Linked DNA regions of Sus scrofa: region 1 is linked to region 2. The links are chromatin contacts, called in public HiChIP or PLAC-seq maps. All regions are on one chromosome and are shown on one strand. The core of a region is the stretch at or near the end of the contact, and the rest is flanking DNA. Distances in the headings are between cores, read along the strand shown.

Evidence for each region. HiChIP or PLAC-seq counts read pairs in DNA pulled down with a chosen protein or histone mark.
Region 1: a contact with region 2 is called in an H3K27ac HiChIP or PLAC-seq map of alveolar macrophages. The contact joins the promoter of STRN3 here to the promoter of HEATR5A in region 2. A contact is called at or near these places in 1 of 5 promoter capture datasets (liver) and 2 of 2 datasets of contacts at active chromatin or transcription factors (alveolar macrophages and skeletal muscle).

What each region holds. Positions count from the first base shown.
Region 1 is chr7:68,468,703-68,474,553 of Sscrofa11.1, reverse strand. It overlaps STRN3 (striatin-3), which reads right to left and starts at 3,793. Exons shown (of 17, transcript XM_021099888.1): 1 at 3,164-3,793. The coding sequence starts at 3,445. It also overlaps a transcript of AP4S1 not described here.
Region 2 is chr7:68,139,876-68,145,505 of Sscrofa11.1, reverse strand. It overlaps HEATR5A (HEAT repeat-containing protein 5A), which reads right to left and starts at 1,909. Exons shown (of 38, transcript XM_021099894.1): 1 at 1,776-1,909.

The DNA of each region.
Region 1 (5,851 bases), core at 2,544-5,043, 330 kb before region 2:
ATGGGATCAGCCCCAGAAATGGCAAAAAGACAAAAAAAAAAAAAAAAAAGACCTTTATGACATCTTTTGGTTTAATTCCAAGTTCCTAAGAAAAACCTTTTACCCAAAATTCCTTTTACAGAAAAGAGAACCACAGAGCACAGTTCAAGTTTAAAATCCTTCCAAAAGCTAGGAAAAATATAATTACATATTGAAAATTTACATCAAAATTAGATATACTTTAGCCTCTTTGTATTCATTATTAAATAGTTTTAACACTGAATGTATGCTTTAAATACATGTATAGATAAACAATGTACTTAACACTGTATACAACAATGATATGCAAGTTGTCCTATTTCTATGTTATCTTTCTTTCCTTTTTTTTTTTTTTTTTTTTTTTTTTTTTTTTAGGGTCACATGCCAGGCCTAAGGATGTTCTCAGGCTAGGGGGTCAAACTGGAGCTGCAGCTGCTGGCCTACACCACAGCCACGCCAGGTTCAAGCTACATCTGTAACCTACACTGCAGTTCAGGACAACTGGGATCCTTAACCTACAGAGGGGGGCCAGGGATAGAAACTGCATCCTCATGGATACTAGTCAGGTTCGTTAGCCACAAAGGAACTCCTGTGTTATCTTTCTCAAAAATAAATTTAAGTTTATAGTTTAAATCCATTCATGCTTCACTTAAACTCTTCCAATAACTTTTTTATTCAACATTTTTTTTTTTTTGGTCTTTTTGCCTTTTCTAGGGCCACACCCCCGGCATATGGACGTTCTCAGGATAGGGGTCTAATCTGAGCCGTAACTGCCACGCCTACACCAGAGCCACAGCAACTCGGAATCCAAGCTGCGTCTGCAACCTACACCACAGCTCACTGCAATGCCAGGGATCGAACCCACAACCTCATGGTTCTTAATTGGATTCGTTAACCACTGAGCCACGACAGGAACTCCTCAACACACACATTTTTAAATGTGTACCTCACAATCATTCTTACAAAGACTGAAGGCATGTAAAGCAAATGTTCTAAAAACAAACCTGGAGACCTATGAACGAAGGAGCCCAAGAAAACATTTTAGAAACATAGGGCAAAAACGCACAAACACAATCATGAACATTTTATTACAGAAGAATCAGTGTGAATTGATAAAAAAAAATCCCTGGGAAAAAAGTGAGGCTAAAAACACTGTAGAACTTCTTTAAAATAAGCAAAGAAAGTTTAGAATGGCTTTATCAGAACTAAATATTTCAATAGTAAATAAACTGAAAGCAAGCAAGCAAAATGAATCGTCCTTAAAAGACATTTCTGTTACTGTCAAGAAGAGAACTAGAAGAGAAAGTAAAGACTAGGGCAGACAATATAGATAGGCCTCAATGTTGTACAGATTTTACCAAATTGGACACAAGACATTTTTCAGCTACTTACAGCAAGCAGTGAAGGCTATGAATGACTAATGCACTTGCTAGCTTGAAAAGTGTTTAAATTCAAGCTTTCCTACAACAGTAAAAAGGTTATAAACATGGTATCAAGGAGTTGTGAAGCATTATTTAGTGAGTCTAAACCTCAATGAAAATTTTTAAAAATACATGACTCATACAGAATATTAAGTATATACATAGAGATATTTTAAAACAGACTATACACAAGTTAACAACAATTTTGACTTAAGCTTTTTAAGTTATATTTTTAAACAATTTTCACTTAAGCTTTTTAAGCCATATTTTTAAAAGCTCAGTGGTATATCAAAGTACAATGTTAAAACACTGAATTGACTAACAGGTGTTAATTTATAATTAATTTCCTCAAGACTTGACAAAGTGTCAAAATATATGTTTTACTTTTTAAAAGTTTAACTTTACCCACTTTGTGGAGTCAAAAGTCGACTAGTTCCAAATCAAACTGAAGATATATATATTGAGGGCACACTCTTTTTAAGTTAATCCAATCTTCCTTCTTACAACACTACATTTTCCTAACTATTCACCCAAGGCATATATGACATACATGTCAGTGAACAATACTGCTTACATGCTAAATATATACCACTATGAAGAACAGGTGCAACACTATTTAGATGCACCCTTTTTTTTTTCTTCTAAGCCTAAATCTGCCTTGGAAAGGAATTTAAAAATAAATACAAACATCCAAAAGGGTTGAATAATCCTTTTTAAAAGTTATAGCCACTCTCAAATCCAAGATAAAAGCCCTTAAACTACCAACATCTTCCAAAAGTTAGGTAAACCAACCTATCCAAGTTTCATCTTAAAATTGAGTTCGGCTCAATTATGGAGGATCCTGAGAATATTTAACATTGCTTCCTTTACTTGAGTTAGTACCGTTGAGACAAGTACTTTTTACTTCAAGCTAATATCAAATCTTCCCTCAGTCGTTTCAAAAAGACAGGACAGATACTCTGGATAGGCTTTTTATGGGTAAAGATGGGGGATGGAGAAGGGGGAGCCCGGTGAAGGGTACTCCAAAAAGAAAAATTCAGCACAGAGAAGTGTTGATGAGTCAGTCACTAAGGAAGAAGTCAAAGGGAATCTAAGTGAGTAAGGCAGCATCCCAGGTAAGTAGACACTTAAAGTTGGCGGCAGGAAATGAAAACTTCACAGGTCAGCCGCAAGCCATTGTGCTCGGTGGCAGCTCTGGAAAGAAGCCTGGCTGTCAACTAGTAAGAGCTACCAACTCCGGGGGAGGGGGTCAGGCAAGTCAACTCGAAAAGAGGGGTGGTTCGGGAAAAGGTGGTAAAATGCCCATGCCAGTCCTTCTCCTCGGGTTCTCCATTTCACGAGGTACAAACGAGAGCAAGTTCAGTGCCCAGCAGCCCCACGCCAGGAACTTTCCCACAGAGAGGAACTCAGCCCCAAGACCCGGAGGCCCGGGCAGGCGGCCTCCGAAGGAGCCCCCGCGGACGCCATACTAACAGCCAAAATGGCTGCCCCAAGGAAGCCCGCACCGCGCAGCTAGAGAGGGCTGGGTAACAAGCTTGTGCGGTAAAAGGGGAGGGGGACTCTAGGAAGACCCGTCGCCAGGACCATCACCCATCCAGCCGCGCAGGTAGGTTCCTCTCGGCCTCCCTAGGCCTCGAGCTCCGAATGAGGGGAGTTCCGGCCCCACCCCCGGGCAGACAACCCCGCCGCCGCTGCTGTCCCGCACACCAACCCCAAGGAGGTACCTGCAGTTCGGCCCGCTCCACCTCCCAGTGCGCCCGTTCCATCTCGAACCGAGCCCACTCGTGCTGGATGTAGTGCAGGATCCCCGGGATAGTGTACTGCTGCGGCCGGGACAGCTCGGGGCCTGTCGCGGGACCGGCTCCCTCGGCGGCCGGAGGACCTCCGCTGCCCGCTGCTCCATTCCCCCCTGACGAAAGGCTCATGTTCCCCCCAGGTCCCTGCTGCTGCCGTGGAGGGGCCGCCATCCCCGGGCCGCCACCACCGCCTCCGGCGAGCTCGTCCATTGTGTGTGGGGCCCCGGCTGGGGCGCAGGGCGAGACGCCGACGGCTGGGGGAAGGGGCCGGGGAAGGTGGCCCCGCGCTGGTGGCGGGGCGGAGGCCGGCTGGAAGAGGGGCGGGGAGGGGGTTGTTGCTGTATGCCTGCCGTGGGTCAGAGCAGGGAGCTGCCGGCCGCCGCCATTACAGTCCCTCCTCCATCTGCCCGTCTCACTCACTCACTTTAGGGGAAGGGGGGGCCGCGGTGGGAGGGCGAGAGGGGGCAGGGTTGGGAAGGGGATAGACGTAGGGCCGCCGCTCCCGCGCAGCATGCCGGGTAGAGAACGCCACTGCTGCCGCTCGCCTGGTAGCCAAATAGAGTCCGGCCTCACCCTACGCAGGCGTACTGAGGAAGCAGGGTTGCCGTTAGAGGCGGGGAAGGAGCGCCAGCCCCGCCCTAGGCCCGCCCTCAGACCCGCTTCGGGTGTCTGGCTGCCCCCGCGGAGCCCGTGGGCTGTAGACTCCGACCTTTGGGGTCGAGTAGGTGTCGTCCTTTCTAGCAAGGGGTTTCCCTCGCTCAGTCAGCCCCCGCCGTTCCCACCCAAGGGTCTCGGCTGCGATTCTGCCTTCGAAGCTGAGTTTTAACCTGGCTGGTCGCTCTGGCCGGCCGCCGCCGGTCCTGAATTCCTGGCGTTTCTTTTGCATTCCTTGCGTGTTTCAGGCAGTCCCAGAGGATCGGGCCTCTTTCTCTGCCTGTCACTCGCTCTTTTTCTGGTTTCCTAACACCAGTCAGTTCCCTGGGCTTTGGGGACGTTCTCTTTTTGGCAAATAGCCCAGATCCTCCCGGACGTAGCGGCCGATTCCCTGTCTCTGGGCTTTGGACCGAATTCTGTGCTCCCTGTCGCACGTCGCAACTTGTTCCACTTTGCCTCCCTTCTTTATTATTCTGGGATGGAGTGTGTTTGGTGGGGGGGGGGGGGTTGGAAGGGAACAGGACCGATTGTTTTCATTTTTCTTTTGGGATAAGGGAACGTGAAAAACTTTAGATCTCGAAGCTAGGTGGAGGAAGAAAGAAAACTTTGAAGGAGAGTGGTTAAATTTGATGTTTTAGAAGTGAATAACTCAAAAATAATGTCATTCATAGCTGAATCTTTTGATGGAAATAGAAAATAAACACCCTGAAGACATCTTTTTTCCTTTTTTAAATTCCCCCCCCCACTTTTTTTTTGGCCCTGCCCATGGCATGTGGAAGTTCCCAGGCCAGGGGTGTACCCGCGCTGCAGTAACAGCCCTAGCTGCTGCAGTGATGATGCTGGATTCTTAACCTGCTGCTCCACAGGGGACCCTGAAGACATTGTAAAATCCTAAGTGAATGCCTAAGAATGTTTTCCTGGGTTGTTTTGAATGAATATAATGTATACAAAAAAGACAAGGTTAATCTTAAGTACCATAGTGTGTTTTCTTTTTAATGTGCTTAGTTGCCAAGGAACATCCTTAATGAACTGTTACGTTTCTAAAAGTTAATATAGCCAACAACCATTTGGTTAAAAAAGCCAAAAATAATATTTACCATTATGATAAGGAAAAAAGATTCATTAATTACAGCTAAGCAGGAAAATCACATATAGAATTGATTGCACTTAAATTTTTTTCTTCTCTACTACCAATAAAATTTTAACTGTGGAATATACAAGACCACTCAGGGTGTAGTTTCAAAGAGAAAGTAGTACGTCTTATTTTATCATGTCTGCTTTATTCTTATTATAGTTCAGTGGAGAGAGAATTGGACTTGCTACTCATTCTGCTTTGTTTTATTTATATAAGAAATGAAGTCTGAGGTCACAGCATTATTAACTATTTCTCAATTTTATAGAAACCAGCATACAACTCTTTATTCAAGCCTGCTCCTTTTCGAGGGGCCTCATAGCATAAAAAATGTTAAGAAATACAGAGTTCCAGAGTTCCCATCGTGGCTCAGTGGTTGATGAATCCAACTAGGAACCATGAGGTTGAGGGTTCAATCCCTGGCCTCGATCAGCAGGAGTTGCCATGAGCTGTGGTGTAGGTCACAGACGCGGCTCGGATCTCACGTTGCTGTGGCTCTGGCGTGCTCTGGCGTATGCCGGCAGCTACAGCTCCAATTCGACCCCTAGCCTGGCAACCTCCATGTGCCGCAGGAGCAGCCCTAGAAAAGGCAAAAAAGACAAAAAAAAAAAAAAAAAAAAAAAAAAAAAAAGGATCCGGCATTGCCATGAGCTCTGGTTTAGGTCGCAGATGCGGCTCTATCTGGCGTTGCTGTAGCTGTGGAATACGCCGGAAGTGGTAGCTCCAATTAGACCCCTAGCCTGGGAGCCTCCATATGTGGTGGGTGCAGCCCTAAAAAACAAAAAAAGAAAAAAGATATACTCCGTGCCTTCACAGACTTTCCAGTCTAA
Region 2 (5,630 bases), core at 660-3,159:
CTCCTTAAAATGCAGAAGTGCTTTTATGTAAGAGGACTAAGGTCCCACTAAAGGGCTGTTCAAACCCATCAACTATACTATGGATAATTTAACAGAAGATTCAATAATGCAGACATCATTAAACCAGTTAAATAGGATCGGAAATAAAATAATTTTAGAATATGAAGGGACCTAAACAAATCCAGAGTTTAATCTTTTGCTTTTTTCAAAAGCTAATTAAGAAAAAGTCATAAAAGGTCATAGACTGTCTCAATCTTTTCTGTTTCCTCTTTTGGTGGCACTGGCTGCATGGGGAAGTTCCCTCGGTAGGGATCAAACTTGCGCCACAGCAGTGACCCCAGCCGCTGCAATGACAATGCCGGCTCCTTAATGTGCTGCAACCACAGCGGGAACTCCGCCTCCTTTTTCAAATAAAGGTGAATGGAAGAAAGGAAGATAGGTGAACTGCCTAAAGACAAAAGTTCTTAAAGAATGCATTCCTTAAAGAATGCATTATTTATGCATTTTAAAAAAAATTTAAGATTCTGTGGATTATGTATTTTCTGTTACTAAACTCAGACACAATGATAAACAAAAAGGGAAAAGTGACCTAAAAACTATAAACAGTAGTAGAGGAGCTTAAGATAGAATTCAACTCTTCCAATACTATAGCCATCTATATAAAACTTTTTTCAACAGTCATTATTCTTATGCTATAAAAACTGTCTGCTTACCCATTTCATTAAAGGAAAAAAAAAAAAAAAACTACGGTGTTAAGATGTAAGACAAATCTCGGGTTCAATGATGTTTGGAAAACGAAACAGGACAATTCTCCTCTCACCATCCATTTAATGCCAACCACTAAGGACACTTCTACTTTCCTTACACTTTAATCTTGCCAGAGTATTTCTATGAAAGTTCTACACCGTACTTACGGACCTTTTCCCCTTTTGAACCTCTTCTCTAGGCTGGAAGTTCCTTAAGGGCTCTGAGTGAGCCTGCACATAAAAGGTGCCGAATACTTGCTGAATAAATAAATGCACACAAAAAAATGTACGACTTTTAGTGAAGGAGCTCAAATCATTTAACAACTATTATACGACTTGACAGTTACAAAAATCATCTTAACTTGCCAGAGATATACGTTACTGCAACTAGTAAATACCATAAAGGGCTTTATAAAGTTTCCAAAGACTTTATAATTCCTTGAAATGACGCTGTGCTGGCCGAGTAGGGTACGAAGAAATGTTTCATCATACTAAGCAAGTGCTAACCTAGCAAAGGCTTGCTTTCCTTCAGAGAAGGGCTGGATTAGTCCTTCTCCACTCTCTACGCCATATCCACTCTCCACTGCTCCTGGAAACCTGCCTGCAGAATCGCCCGCGGGCGCTCAGAAAACCTCGCCCGGAGCTCGGGTATGGGCCCCCGCTCCCGGCCAACCCAGACACGGCGGGCGCCGCCAGGGCGGGTCCCGGGAGCGGCGCGCCGGCGGGGCGGGCTCGGACCTTCCGACCTTCCCCGCACGCCCGGGGGCACCCGGCGGCCAGAGTCCACGCCTACCTGTTGTGCTCGGATGAAACCAGACTTTCCCGGAGCTCAGACCGACCGACAGACTGCATTGGCCATTCGGTCGTCCGGGCGCCCCAGTTCAACCCCTCCTCGGAGAGCTCCGGCTCTTTCGTCCAGGACCCCTAATTCCTCGACCCGTTCCTGCTCTGAGTCCCCCCTTCCTCCACCTCTTGGCTGTCGCGAACACCACGGAGCAACCCCACCCCCGCCCAAGAAGCTCAACTCACGGTGCAGGCCCCGGTGCGTGGTGCCTCCCAGCCGGCAGGTTGCCTGGACACCGCCCCCTCTCGCCAGGATCCGCCTCCACTTCGGGGATTCCCGACTGGTCGCCCCGGGTCCCCCACAACTCAGCGCCCGTCCCAGCCCCGCCACGTTATCTGTTCCACAGCGCAGCAGGGCAGCACTGGGACTCGCCAGCGGCGGCGACGGCGAGACAGCAGGCGGGACGGGCGCGCGCGGGGCGGGGCAGGAAAGCCTGGAGCCTTGAGGGCGGCGGGAGCAGGCGATTGGGAGCGCGCCCCGCACAGCGCCGCCGACCCCAGGCCCCGCCTGCGGGCCGCCGAGCCATCGAGCGCCCACTCTGGCAGGCGTAACTGCTCCACCGCCGAAAGAGCGATGACGGAGACGGTGTCCTACTTTGAGGCAACGGCTGGCTTTGCAGCCCTGAGAGTTCGGCCACACCCATTTTTGTTTGCTTTTAAAGCCAGACCCAATCCTTGGAGGCAGCCTTGGGGCAGCTGAGGTCTAAGGCACAACTGGAGCCTAGGGAAATTCAGGCAGAGATTTCCGTGGGTGTAGATGGTGGAAGGGACCCTAGAGAGAGCTTTGTACTCCTAAAAGTCTGGGGCCTGTCATGAAGCCACTTGCTCAAGGTCACACACACAGTCAACAGCAGAATTGGGACTAATAGCCTCTTGACCCCAAGTCAACTGCATTTTTCCAGTATACTCAGCGTTTTTAATGTAATTTTTCAATTTCTATTTTGAAACAAGTGCAAGCTTACAAAAAATGTTGGAAGTATAATACAAAGAACATTTTTCTCCTGAACTATATGAGATATAAGTTGCTGACATGATGTCACATAGTCCCTAAATACTTTAGTCTGTATATCTCACTAATAAGCATTCACTCCTACATAATCCTAATATAACTATCAGAATCAAAATGTGTGATATATTACATTTTGCCAATTTCCTCAATAATGCTAAGAGGAAAGGATTCAATGCAGAATCAAGTATTTATTTGTCTGAGTTCTGGTCGTTGCTCAGTGGTTAACGAATCCAACTAGGAACCATGAGGTTGCGGGTTTGACCCTGGTCTCACTCAGTGAGTTAAGGATCCTGTGCTACAGTGAGCTCTGGTGTAGGTCGCAGATGCGGCTCGGATCTGGTGTTGCTGTGGCTGTGGTGTAGGCCAGCAGCTGTAGCTCCAATTGGACCCCTAGCCTGGGAACCTCCATATGCCGTGGGTGTGGCCCTAGAAAAGGCAAAAAAAGATTTAAAAAAAAAAGTATTTATTTGTCATGTATCTTTAGTCACCTTCAATCTGGCACACTTCCTCAGTCTTTCCTCGACTTTCATATCCTTGACACTTTTGAAGATTCCTGGCCAATTATTTTACAGTTGGCCTTCACTTTGCATCTATCTGATGTTTACTCATGGTTAGATTCAAGGGTAGGTATCTCTGACAGCACTCTCACAGAAACAATGCTCTGTCCTTCTCATTGCATCCTATCAGGTGGCACCTGATTTTAATTTGTCTCATTTTGATGTTTATTTCAATAATGTAGTGTCTGCCACACTTCTCCAGTGAAGCTGCTTTTTCCTCTTTGCAATTAGGTATTTTGTGGGAGAAATTCTTTGAAACTATGTAAGTTTTTTTGTTTCTGATCAAATTTCAATTAACTAATTTCTATCAGTATGAAATCAGAGTTTCCTATTTTATTAAACCTATTTTATTAAAAGGTTATAGTCTGCTTCTATCATTGTTTATTTTGGTGTTCAAATTGTCCCAAGTTTGGTTCGTGGGATTCACCCCTTCATTCTGGCTTCTATATCTTTGTGTATGTGTTTTAAATTCTTTCACAATGTATTATTCTAAATATTTCTTACATACAGAAATTTGAAAGAGCTTTTAATAACATATATCCACCAACCATATCCATCAATTAACATTTTACTGCTCTGTGGCCTTCTGACACACCTCCATCATTCTTCGAGTACCCCCTTACTTTCTGGCATAAGATAAGACTCATCTTGCCCCAACCCTGGACGCAGCTAGTTTATCTGGGAGTCCTGGTTCCTTTGCATGGAGAATGGTATTTAGAAGCACTAGACGTACTCACTGCTATTGGGATATAACTGCTTAAGCTGTCTTAGTGTTTGCAGCTAGGGAATATTTGTACATTCATACACATACCATCTACATACATCAGTGCATCTATATGTGTAGACCACATACACACAAATTTAACAGTTACATTTTCTTTTTCTTTTTTTGGCTGTACCTGAGGCATATGGAAGTTCCCAGACTAGGGATCGAATCAGAGCTGCAGCTGCCAGCCTACACCACAGCCACGGCAACATGGGATCCGAGCCACATCTGTACCTATGCCACAGCTTTCGTTAACACCAGATCTTTAACCCACTGAGCGAGGTCAGGGATCAAACCCACATCTTCACGGATGCTATGTCAGGTTCTTAACCTGCTGAGCCACAATGAGAACTCTTTTTAATTTAACAGTAGATATTGAAAAACATATGTTCACAGTAATATCTCCCATCCAGCATTGCACAGGCTATTCTAGTTTTCTCTCTTCCACATTTGTAATCCCCCTGCAACTCTTACAGAAAGAACCCAGGATCCTATTATTTTTGAGATATTTACTTGCTTGAGTACCTCTCCAATATTTAAGCAATCACCCATTCCTGCCACCTCTCCCTTTGGAGGGCGCTAAGGCTTTAAAACCCCAAAACTAGCCGCACAAGTATCTCCTTCTCTTTGCTTACCCCTGCTTCCAAACTCTGTGCCCATGCCCAGTCCATAAAACTTGCCCACCCTGCTCAGGCTTCATTTTTTTTTTTTTTTTTTTTTTTTGTCATTTCTTGGACCACTCCCGCCACATATGGAGGTTCCCAGGCTAGGGGTCTAATCCCAGCTGTAGCCACTGGCCTACACCAGAGCCACAGCAACGCAGGATCCGAGCCGTGTCTGCAACCTACACCACAGTTCACAGCAATGCCAGATCCTCAACCCACTGAGCAAGGCCAGGGATCGAACTGGAAACCTCATGGTGCCTAGTCGGATTCTTTAACCACTGAGCCACGACGGGAACTCCAGGCTTCATCTTTTGCCAAGCATCTCTCTACGCATCCTCACTTGTGTAAGGTATGTAAGCTGCACTGAGAAAGGTGCAATGATATTCTAGATCCTGAAGGAGAGAGCAATTACTGTAAGGTCCAATTGAGAGGCTCATGAAAGGTCTCAACAAAGAGATGGCATTTGAAATGGGCTTTAAAGAATGTGTAAGAACGGATGAGTAGGACATTCTCTGTTGGATATTGAAATAACTCTCAAAAACACTTTGAGTGCAAAATTATTTATTCTTGGCCTAAAACAGAGAGAGTGATTCATTTTGACTGAGTATGTAGTACAAGAATAAACACTAGAATTTTAGGGCTAGAAGAGATGTTACATATCATTAAGTCCAAGCACCAATTTTACAAAGGATTCAAAGATGGCTCCAAACTTTGAGCCCAAGTGACTAAAAGAACTAAATTAGGAGGAGGAAATAATAAATTTAATCATGAACATGTCCTATTTGAGGTGACAATAAAGCTTCCAAGGAGAAATGGAGGACTATAGCTTAGAAGAGGGGTCAGAACGAGAGCTCTAGATTCAGAACTTCTCTACATGGAGCAGACAGCTAATACAATGAAAGAGGAAAAAGTAGAGAGAAAACAAGGGCAGAACTCTGAAAAGCAACCAGATTCATTTAAACCAAATGGAAATGTGTGTCACCTTTCAACTACTATTACAATTTGTTCAATCTCAAATTGAGATTTCAAGTCACAATAAAAGGG